Linked DNA regions of Zea mays: region 2 is linked to region 1. A link is a contact called in public Hi-C data. All regions are on one chromosome and are shown on one strand. The core of a region is the stretch at or near the end of the contact, and the rest is flanking DNA. Distances in the headings are between cores, read along the strand shown. Region 1 holds the start of LOC103638557 (alpha-1,3-arabinosyltransferase XAT3). Region 2 holds the start of LOC103644908 (bifunctional dihydrofolate reductase-thymidylate synthase-like).

The links. A called contact is a pair of places that touch in the nucleus more often than the background predicts.
Region 2: a Hi-C map of endosperm shows a contact between it and region 1, with 4 times the contacts expected there. The contact joins the promoter of LOC103644908 here to the promoter of LOC103638557 in region 1. A contact is called at or near these places in 6 of 25 Hi-C or Micro-C datasets (ear, endosperm, leaf and 3 more).

The regions. Positions count from the first base shown.
Region 1 is chr1:128,719,388-128,725,366 of Zm-B73-REFERENCE-NAM-5.0, reverse strand. LOC103638557 (alpha-1,3-arabinosyltransferase XAT3) reads right to left here and starts at 3,177. Exons shown (of 3, transcript XM_008661440.3): 1 at 2,936-3,177; 2 at 1,498-1,578; 3 at 6-1,382. The coding sequence starts at 3,065. The coding sequence ends at 175.
Region 2 is chr1:129,098,514-129,104,492 of Zm-B73-REFERENCE-NAM-5.0, reverse strand. It overlaps LOC103644908 (bifunctional dihydrofolate reductase-thymidylate synthase-like), which reads left to right and starts at 3,824. Exons shown (of 4, transcript XM_020542213.1): 1 at 3,824-4,161; 2 at 4,262-4,661; 3 at 4,736-4,780. The coding sequence starts at 3,833. It also overlaps the pseudogene LOC109941388.

The DNA of each region.
Region 1 (5,979 bases), core at 1,928-4,427:
TAAACTTGATTAAAAAGTATTATATTTTTGGTATCGGATAAAACTAAAATAAGCTACAATAATTTAGAACTGAGAGAGTAGTATTTAATTAGGGAACCTGAGTATCCAATGAAGAGCTAGCAGAGTTGCACATCTATATATGGTCTAACATGAACCATCCAACTGATGCCTACTCTACTCCGTGGTGATGGACTGGTAAAGTTGCTTCATGAACCCTGTGAACCGGTCGATGTCTACGATGACATGCTGTCCGTTGATGAAGATGTTCCACATCTTGTCGAATCCCTGGTGATGTATGGAGAGCGGGTCCGTAAAGACGGCGTGGTCGCGGGGGTAGGTCTCCTTCAACGTGGTCTCCTCCGCCGAGGCCTCGTAGTCGAGATAGCGGAGTCCCATGTCTGGCACCGGGTCTCCGTACGAATGCCGGCACGCCCACCTGAGCTCGCCCCACGGGATGATCTGCACCACCGTGGCGTTGTGAGGCAGGAAGAGCATGTTGGCCAGCCCAGCGCCGTGCACGCCCATGAGCACGTCGCAGGAGTTAACCACCCCGGGAAAGCGCTCCAGGTCACTGACGTCGTCTGGTCCCGCAGCCACCACCTCGAAGCCGACACCGGCCGCGGCGGCGATGGCGTCGGCCTCGTTCTTGAGTTGCCTCGAGTTGCGCCGCAGGACCATGACGAGCCGAGGCTTCCGCCCGGTTGTGCTCCTGCTCACGGGTGTCACCCGTGCCCGCTGCAGCGAGTAGGCGGAGCGGATGAAGTCCCGGAAGCTGACCATCGTGTAGCCGTTGCGGGAGAGAGCCGGGACGATGCCCAGCTCCTTGTGGCTCTCCAGCCCGACATGGGCCGACTGGAAGCAGCGCACGGTGTCCTCGGTGTCCATGTCGATGACTGGGTAGCTGGACAGTGCGGCGAGGATGGCCTTGTACTTGGCGATCCACTTGGGCTCGTAGTCGGTGGCAAGCAGTTGGACGTGGCCGTCGTACTCTCGGGCCGTCAGGTAGAGTGGGATGATCACGTCGGTCATGACGTGGAAGAAGTTCCTGTTGTATCCGCCGGTAGAGAAAACCACGGCTGGCATGTCGTGCCGAACCGAGCACTGCGGTGGTGGTGGGTCGTGGGCACTACCGCCGCCTGCTGGTGGCGAACTGGAACGCACGGTGACCTCGCGAACCAGCAGCATCACCTGCTCCTCCCACTTGCGTGCATACGGGCGGAGCTTGATCGTCGAATTTTCCGGACAGTAGGTGGACGCCGAGACGACGTATACAGTTGCGGATTTGCCATGGATGCGCACGTCGCCTTTCATGGTGCACGTGTTCGACTGATGGTTGCTCAAGTTGCAGATTAGCTTGCTGCTTATCATTGGTGCAGCCACAGCTGCAAATCAAACAATAATTTAATGCAGGTAGCAAGCGCGTGCAGGCGGCACTGTATCCTAGGTACTATTAATTAGTCGTCGTCGTGGCGTTTGGTTCTGCAGAAATTTAATTACCTTTCGGGGCATCGACGTCGTTGCTGGTCACACTCGCACCGCGTGTTGATGCCGCGATATGTGGAGACCCGACTACTGAATCTGGATTTCAATGGAAAGCCACATGGTACATATGTTTGTTAATAATACATGTATCGAGGAAGACAAGTTAAACATCACTAAGGGGGTGCTTGTGGGTGAAATTGTGGAAAAATACTCTAGTATTCTCAAATAGTGTAGCTAAAATCTCTGTCATACTGAATTTGTGTTAAGGTATTCTAAACTTAGGTCTCGACCCTAGTTTTCGAATTATATTATTTTAAACTGTGGTATTGTCATGACTAAATTATAATGTATTATTTAAAAAACTGTGGTTTTTCAAAAAAAAAACTTTGTTTCCAAATAGAACATAAAAGAATAACATTTTTTATAAAGCAGATACTGAGGCAATTATAGTAATGGATAGAAATGGGCCCATCCGGCCTTAGCCTTTTGGACCGTGGCCCGTGGCGGGCAGGCCTGCCTTAGTTTTTGTGACACAGAAGTACTTATCTTAAATATTCAGATCTGATGTTAATAACAATATTCGATCCATGCAAATGCTACTCTTTTCTAGAAGAATGCCGGCCGTAGTCAGCATGCATGCACCTGCATGGTTAGCTGCCTTCTACAGTGCTATACTGCTATGATCCTAAACACCGAACACTCAATAAGTATGATGATAACCATATATAATGATTTAAAACGTTATTACCTGATGAGTGAATCGATCCATTTTACATACTAGGTCAAATAGGTACCGGTCCTATCAATCTATTTTAGTTTTTGCATTGAGGACGGTAATAACGTTTTAAACGATTATATATGGCTGCTTTTGATGATACATTATTCTACAGCTGCTTTTGATACATTATTCTACAGTGCTATAATTGCCATCTTCTCTCCAGATCTTTTGACATTATTCTACAGCTGCTTCTAACTCGCTATGCAAGTGGCTGCTTTTGATACCATGAATAAAGACGTGAACTATTACATTAGTCGTGTCAAAATTGAGATTAAGTATGCAAAAGTGTTCTGTGTGTACAAACTTAGCTCGGCAAATTGAGGAATGGATATTTATGACGACTTTGGGAAATCTGGTCTCTTAGCTTATTTGCGAAGCTAACATCACTATTCTATTTGCTTTGTATGAGAAAATAAAGTGGACAAAATTAAATTGATCATTCCTAGTATATATACACAGTTGCTTCTAATTGCGTGTCACTGTGATCATATATCAGAACCAGATGGTCTGCGCTAGCTTTAACTATATATATATAAGCGCAACTTACGGTGCGTTTCCAATGAACTGCGTGTTCTTGAAAAGAAATGGTAACGACGGGAGTGAAACAAGTAACAAATTAAGCAAAAACTGACACATCTTTTCTGTCCAACCTTGATATGATGCGGTGAGACTTACATCGTGCAAGCACTGGCAGGAGATTTGTCTTGAGCACCATCAAAACTAGAAGAGGCAGCAGGAGCCACAGCGCCGGCGCCGCTCTGCTCCATTGCTTCAGCTTGTTACTCCCACGCCTTGCTTGCTTCATCCCCTACAAGCTAGCTAGTGCTCGAACTCTCAAATGCTCTCTCAAGAAAGCTCCAACTGGTGGTGGGTATGCTCAGCTCGAAGCTAGGCTCCAACCCAGTTAGTCAGCTGGCATACTGTATGTGTCTCGGTGATGCTTTTATAGTACTCCCCTTCCTTCCAACTTATAAGATAATACTATCTATTTAAAAAATTACTTAAGTTTAACTAAAATTATATAGAGAACTAAAAGTTTTAAGACGTAAAATAGTTATTCTACAAAAATATTTCATATAATTAACAAAGAGCCTAACACTATTTATTTATTTTCTAAATATTATTACTTTATTATAAAATTTTAGTTAAACTTGAGATGTTTTCACTATTTAAATAATTTGGTATATACAAAGTAGTGCAAAGTAGTGCAGTATCTGTTAGAAACTATATAAAAGGAACCATATGCCATCTAATCTTGTATCGCGTCTGGGCTTCGGTTCGCGAGCAACTCCATAAGTTGACTTGCACAGAGCATTAAATCCATGCACATGCAGGTTAACTAATTTAATCAGCTGCCGTTAAGAAACCAGAAGCGACGAGGACGATTTTTTTAAAACGTACTACCACTCAATCCGTTGATTGAGAACAAGTCCGGATTAGATTCCTGCGCGTCACGGATCAGTAGCAGCAAGTAGATCAAAGCTAGTTCGGTAACATAAGCTCGGGAACAGGACTATTTGCCGGGGGATGATCACTACAGTAAAACATAAAATCTCTGACGACCAAAACTGTCGCACATAAGCGCGAAACCATCGAAAATAGACTATTTCTGACGGTTTCGTGTTATCTCCGACGGTTTTCAGCCGTCGGACATAACAGATCGAAAATAGTGTTATAATGTATCTCCGACGACCACGTCAAGCCGTCGGATATAGTTCTCGGTAACGGTTTTAACGACCGAGGACGGGGCCCACAACCCTTATGTCCGACGGCGCAAGCTAAGCCGTCGGACATAACATGCTCTTATGTCCGACGGCTTAGCGTAGGCCGTCGGACATAACAGGCTCTTATGTTCGATGGCCTAAACTAAGCCGTCAGACATAACGTATTTCAGCAATTGCAGAAAATACTGTTTTTATAAATTTCTGACATTTACAGAAAAAATCACAGATTGCATACACATGTACACAGATTGCATATACAACCACATATTTATATTCACAATTACATTCACAAACATCAATTCACATAAGTATTCACATTCATAAATTTAACATCACCTCACATTCACAAACATATAGTATCCAATAGTTGAAACAAGTCTTTTACATTAACATATAGTTCCAAATTAAAAACTGACATAGTTCAACACATAGTGTTTGACATGAAGAGTGACATAGTTCCAAATCAAACGTATTTGATGAACTATCACTCATATCCATCACCTGGTAGGTTCGAGTTATAGCCACTTCCTTCGGCTGGACTCTGGGTGTTGAAAAGGTTGTTCACCCAAGAATGTGATGCGTCGTCTTGACCGGACCCATCTTCAGGTGCGTCAACTGAAGCGGGTGGTGTCTGAAATCCCTATAACACAAGCACATGAAATATTAACCACTAAGTTTTTCATTTTAACACATAAGGCATATATGAGACGGAGGTAGAGGTGACATACCATAGGGAATTGTGACGGAGGCGGAGGTGGAGGCGACAACATTGTCATCGGCGGTGCAAAGTCCAGAGGCAGCATCCCATATGTCGGCATCGGGACGCCGGCTTGTTGTGCCAGTTGCTACAAATTATATACAAGCCATTGTTGAGAAAATAAGGTACATATCATGTGTTTTTAGTTGTTATAAACAAAATGTTACTTCAATTGACCGAGAGAAGAGCTTGATTATGGGACTGGAGGTTCGCATAATACTCGTCCTTCTTCTGGTACACAGCTTGTTGTCTCTAGTACTCCATTTGCTCCCTCAAAACTGATTGATGATATTTTGCCTGCTGTCACAACACTGCAAGTTCTATCTCTTGGACGGATGATCGAGAACGGGACGACTGCGAAGACGAGGATGTGGACTGTCGTCCACGGTGTCTTAGCTCCCTAGAATCAATCGTAGAATCAAAAATACCCAACCTACAAGAGTGAACCATGCACTTAGTACAGTGAATCATGGACTCAGTTCAATCGCAAGCATATGAGGATAATTTTGAAATCCAAATCAAATACTCCCACCGTCCATGGGCTTGTTCTCCTGCGCTAGCATATGCTGCTTGAGCGTCGATTGGCTGGCTCCTCCAATCGTACTCCTGTCCATGGTGTTTAACCATCTCCTGCCTATTTGAAGCCTGGAGGCAAACATACCAAATATAAGTGCATCACCAAGTAGATGCACAAACACATAATAGAGTACCAAAAACTCACTAGACGGTCGGTGACCGTCTGAGTGCATAAAACATCAGGATTCTGAGGATCAGAACCCCTATGCCCTTGCATGTACATCTCCAGATCCGTGGGTGTACGACCACATTTGACTTCCTGTACATACAAGTTAGAATGATACATTTCTATGTAATTCGAAGTTACAACATACTATGGCATACCATTCGCTTAGCCAAGCGCACATGTCCATCGCCGTCATAGTTGTGGAACGACTCAGTCCCACGGTTTCCCTTGTTCCTTTCAGAAATGGCACAAAACTCAGGGGAAGCCCACCACCTACACAAGTCTCGATAACCCTCTGATCGGGTGGCCATCCACGGCACCGACACCTACATGAAATTTTTTCAATCAAGCAAATACATGGATTAACATGTACCCAAAACAAGAATCAGCAACTTGAGATATGAGATGCAACAACTTGTTTACCTCAAGGTATTGCTCCTCCGTAAGGTAAATTGATGACCACTCCACCTTGGTAATCGGCATCGGCCGATCATCA
Region 2 (5,979 bases), core at 2,575-5,074, 380 kb before region 1:
ACAATGAATTATAAAGTAAGTAAGACATAATAGGTCAGAGAACACTTGCCTTCACCAGGTTGTTGCTCAGGAAGATCTTCGGCAACACACTCAGGAACCACGGGCTGCTCATTGTCTAAATAAAGTGATCATGCATTCAACACATTTGGATAAAGACAAATGAACAATACACCAAACATATACAAACAAGTGGACACAAGCTCTAAAGAATAGTATAAACACAAAAGGTAAAACTTGGGTTCTAGGGTGGACTAGCACACTTAGAAGTTTGTGATTCTCTAAGTATTATCTATCTCCATAAATTACATAATTTAATTGCACTTATTTTAATGAGACACAAAAATTATACCAGGGATAGATTCATACATTACATGTTATTAATCTCACAAATTTAATCATCTAATTACCATTGGGGTTATCCTTTTTATTTTTTCTTATTAATCTCTACTACTCTTAAGAATGCAGCGTAGGCGTCCACATGGTGCGCGTTCTGCCTCCGACATCCTCCCCCTCGCTCCGCTCCGTGAAGCCGTGATCGAAGCCGCCATCAACGCCCTCCTCTCCCTCCGCTCAGGTCCCCTCCGCGTAATCGGATCCGATTCCGCGGCAGCCGGCATTCCCAGCCCTCCGAAATCCCATTTCCCTCTCCCATACCACGCGCCGCGCCCGCCTGATTCTGCCCGCCAGCCATGCCCGCAGATCTCGCTTCGACGCCCTGATTCCGTCATACGAAAGATCACCGCCCCGCCTTCCATCGTCGCCCCCATGCCATGCTCCCCTTCCATCCTCGCTCACTTTCAGCTGCCCCCATTCTCAGTTGAAGGAGCCGTCCAAGAACCGGGAACCCCATCCCATCACCGGGTCAGGAGCAGTCGTGTCGCGCCATCGTGCGCCTGCGCCTCAAACCTGACTTTGGGCGACGCCGACGGGGACCACCCTCCCTCCGCATCGAAGCCGATGAGCCTCTGGTGGTGGTGTCCGCGGTTGATTGACCGATTGAGCCACCGAACGGTGAGGCGAGCCTACACGTGCGGGGATGGTGGGAGGCGCTACCACCAATCGAGCGGCATTAGCCCCGACCTGAAGCACACCTGGCTTGAATCCAAAGGATATCGTGCCCCCGCCCCGCATCGCGCGATGCTCGTTGCTGAGCTCCCGATGACCGCCCGATGGTGTCGGACCCCGCACCGCCGTCGGCACCGCGCTACTCGGCGTACTCGCTGCCGTCGACCCACCTCCCCGGAGAGGACATCCTCTTCTGCATCGACGTCGACCTCGAGGTCCACGTCAAGATGAAGTCCGCTGCCGTAGCGTCCTCGGATCCACGTCCACCGCGTCGCCGCAGACCGTAGGAGGTCGCCGCCGCCGAGCAAGCTGCTATCACCAACGAGAGCGAGGCCGCCACGCTCCGCAGCGAGGTCGAGCGCCTCGAGGGTCTCCTCGCCGCGGAGAAGGCTAGCCATGAGGAGGAGATGCGCAGGGGTGCACGGCTCGGGGACCAGCTGCAGACCGCGTACCAGGAGAAGGCCGCCCTCGAGGAGGAGATCGAGACCCTGAAGGGTTCCGCCACTGCCGAGGGCAAGGGCGTGGAAGAGGGATGTGATTCTGTTGCTGCTAGGGCCGGGACGCCTAAGGATCAGGGCGTGGTGCCTCCCGCACTGGTCCGCGGCTGCTGGAGCAGCTGCCACGGCTGGCATCGCAGTGGTCTTGTTTAACCTCAAGAGGTAATCTGGTGGTCCGATGCGCGGAAGTTTTGATATGCTGCTATGGCCTATATGAGAATGGGTTAACCGTTTTGTTAGTGTCACTGGAGTCGTAGTAGTAGTATCTTTATTATCAGCTGGATAATAGACTAGAGGAACATGTATGACAAGTACCTTTACTTTCTGAAGTTTTCAATGGTAATAAGAGTCGTGAACACAAACATAAGGTATAATTGGTCACTGTCAACTCTGAGATTGATTCTCTGCCTGATCCTAAAGACCAGGTATCCTTCTCAATATGTTATTTTTTCATTCATTTCCAAATCATAAGTCAGTAGTTACATTGCTCTGTTTCTGGTGTTCGGGATATTTTAAGGTCTCATTGTCATGATACTCTGTCCAATTTTTATGAGCATTTCTGGTTTCTCCACTATGGTAGAAATCTAGAATGCATCACTGTATTATTGAATCCCAATTCCTAAAACCGATGCAGTCACATTTTCAAAGCAATGAATATCATATGCAATTATTAGCTCTTTTATTGGTTCTGTGGGCTTCAGAATAAACATGCCGTTTGATTTATCCTTAAATAGAGCTAAACTGAATTGAAATTAAATATTGTCACCTCGTTTGAGCTGAATAGATTGATAACATGAAGTTCATCTTGAACATGCTTAGTATTATTATGCATCTGATGGTATGGTATTGTCTCTGATAGATCCATTTGCTGAGGCTAATGCTGAGGAGTCTGGTGTTGATCTTGGAACGAAGGATTATGTGCATATGCGCATCTAAGAGCGCAACGATAGAAAGAGTCTAACTACAGTCCAGGGTCTGAACAAAGAATTCAGCTATAACAAGAACCTTTGATCTGAAGAAGGAATTCTGCTACAATGGTATTGTAGTTCAGGACCCAGAGCTAGGCCTGGTAAGATGCGAGAATAACGTGTTTCAAGCTCACAAAATGGTATCTGCTGGTTGGTGGGTATACTGATCTGTTTATCCGTTGCAGGTCATTCAGCTCCAAAGTGACCAGCGCAAGAACGGCCTCATGTAAAACTACTATATCCATCAGTTCTCTTTCGACCGGCACTCAAGCGGGAGACAGCTAGGCCCTAACTGACAAGCCCCAAGGTGGCCAGGCAATGACGCAAGGTCGTGTCAACACAACCTACATAACGGCGACTGGACAGCTTCAAGGTGGCTAGCGGGCTAGGTAAGGGTGCAATGCGCAAGGCAGATCGATGGTGGCCAACCCTGCCCTTTGCCGGCTAGAAGCAGCAGGAGAAATCTCCAGTCCAAGGGCCAAGACCACGCTCTAGGGGCCAAGGCAACACCTGCAGCAGCCTGCAACTGCAATCCTTCACTGTAGGAGGCTTCAGGTTTTGGGTATGGAATTCGAAATGCTCTTCCCTCTCTTTTGTTGGTATTATTCTATTTTCTTTATTCTAAGTTATTGTGCTGTTAATATATCAAAGTTTATAACAGGACTTACCAACTAACTGTATGAAAATATGATGATAAATCCCTGCGGTTTGATCACTGACGCTTCAGTAAGTTCTCCAATTTCAAGGGAGAAGTCTCAAGGTTTAGACCCCAATATGCGAGGAAGGTTTGATGGTTTTACAGGAATTCTTCTTGCATTTGATTCATGCTTATTAAGAGGTCTATTTTTGCACTTTTGCAGACAAAGTTATCTATTCATCTCCAAATTTTGATCCTAAAGTTTTCCTTTCGTGGGTCCACAAAGACACGAGCGCTGCTGACTTAGATGCTGGCGCTCTCACCTTGAAAACTTATCTCAAAGGGAGAACACAGCAGAAAAAACAGTAGTCAAGGAGAACTTCGATTGTTTTGTCTCGTGCAAAACTACAATAGATGGTATTTGTGTAGTTGTTAGATACATCCATATTGCAAATAAATGTTCATGATCCTGAGTTTATGGACAATGTTTTGCATCCCCTTGTAACATAGTTTTTTTGCAGACATTGAGTCGAAATTGAGACAGATAGAGGAAGATCCTGAAGGTGCAGGTACTGCTCACTTGTATCCTGAAGGTGCAGGTACTGCTCACTTGTATTCAGTGACACTAACAGAGGGTATTATATGCAAAGGCTGGCACTCGTGACATGGGCATTGGGAAGGATGGGGTCTTGCCATGGAAGCTTCCTGGTGATCTTAAATTCTTTAAAGAGTTTACACTAATTACATCTGATCCTGTCAAAAAGAATGCAGTTATAATGGGAAGGAAAACATGGGAGAGCATTCCAGTTAAGTCAAGGCCATTGCCTGGTCGTTTGAATGTCATACTTACTCGATCTGGTACTTTTGATTTTGCAACAGTAGAGAATGTTGTTATCTGTGCAAGTATGGAGTCTGCCTTAAAACTGCTAGCATCAACTCCATATTGCTTATCAATTGAGAAAGTGTTTGTTATAGGAGGCGGGCAGGTACTGAGGTGAGTTATTACCTTTTGGAACAACATATTGTACATGTATTCTGTTGCTGCATGTCATGTGTTGCAATGCTATTCACCCTTCTGGAATATTTTTGTGTAGAGAATATCTTAAAGGACCTGCATGTGAGGCTATCCATCTAACTGACATTCAGTCGAGCATTGAGTGTGACACTTTCATCCCTCCGGTTGACTTCTCAGTGTTCCAGCCATGGTATTCATCTTTCCCGGTGATAGAGAGCAACATTAGGCATTCGTTTGTGTCTTTTGTTCGTGTTAGAAAGTCAGTGGCAGAAACTCATGAGTCAAATGGCAAGGAATCAACCGAGGTTGATACCAAGAATGACAAATTTGAAAAAGAGAATTTCTCTTTTCTCCCCAAGATGGTATATGACCGCCATGAGGAGTACCAATATCTCAATCTTGTTGAAGATATTATAAGATCTGGTGCTCAGAAAAACGACAGGACAGGAACTGGAACATTGTCAAAATTTGGGTGTCAGGTATTTCTCCTTAACTTCGAATATTCAATTTGATCAACCAGGAAAAAATAATTTCTTTTTTATTTTCTTATTAGATGCGGTTCAACTTAAGGAAAAAATTTCCTCTGATGACAACAAAGGTACGCAAACATATATGTTGTAGTTTTCAGATTTAACAGTGAGTCAAAATTTGCAGTAGGAATGTGCTGCAAATTGTTTAGTTTTCTTATGATATATAAGAAGAAACAAAAGCAAATCAGTGTTTACAAAGTTGTATGTCTTCAATGTTTTGTGCTTGTTAATTCAAATGCATGTTTATTAAATTTGCACTGACCTTTTATTTCCTTTTGTTATGTTATTTGCAATCAAGTTGATACTGGTTTAATTTTCTTCCTTTATGACTCCCATACTCTCTTTTCTGAATTCTCAGTTTTTGTTGGATCATCTACTATAGTTTAGTTATTATTTATCTGACATAGCTATACACTTATTGATATGTTATTAAGATAGACATTGTGTGAGACCATGAATACATTTGATCGTATAGTTCATTGTGTTAATAGTGCTCTTATGCGCCGCATTTATTGTTATCTGGACACAGATATGTTGATCCAGTGCAACATTCTTTTCAAACATTATACCACTCTGTAACTCTTCTTTTATATAACATTCTTACCTGTACAACATTCCCTCAACATGTGAACAGAGAGCCTTAAGGCCACCATACGTTAAATGAGTCCAATCCAAAGTCCAAAATAAAGTTTGAAGAACTATTATATGTTACCATATATTTAGCTACCAATTCTTTATTAATGGAACAACATGTGCTCTTTAACAGAGGGTATTTTGGCGTGGTGTTGTCGAAGAACTCCTTTGGTTCATCAGTGGCTCAACAAATGCAAAGGTGTGCAGTGATAGCTAGGCCGACCGGAAGGTGTCGTTGTGTCGTGTTCATGAGCGTACGTATTTGTTGGTGTCTGATGGTTGCCGCAGTCATTTCCTAATAGTAACTTGTGTTGGGGTTTGCAGCTGCAAAAAGAAAAAAAAGCTTCCGAACAGGCCCCGGGGGCTGCAATTGCTCATGCTCCTTAGCGCAAAACAAACTAAAGTAGTGTTCGTCTCTCTCTATTTTATTGAAAATTGAACTAGAAGCCCCACAAACATGACAAACACGACATACATGGAATTCCTTCATATGCTCATCGAGATTCATGAAATATAGGAGTTTTAGGAACATTTTTGTCTATCTTCTGCAAAAGAAATGCCAATGCACATACTGGTGTAAACCACAAGAGCACATGCCCTTAAGGCAATAAACTACCTTCAGCTGCTCATTATG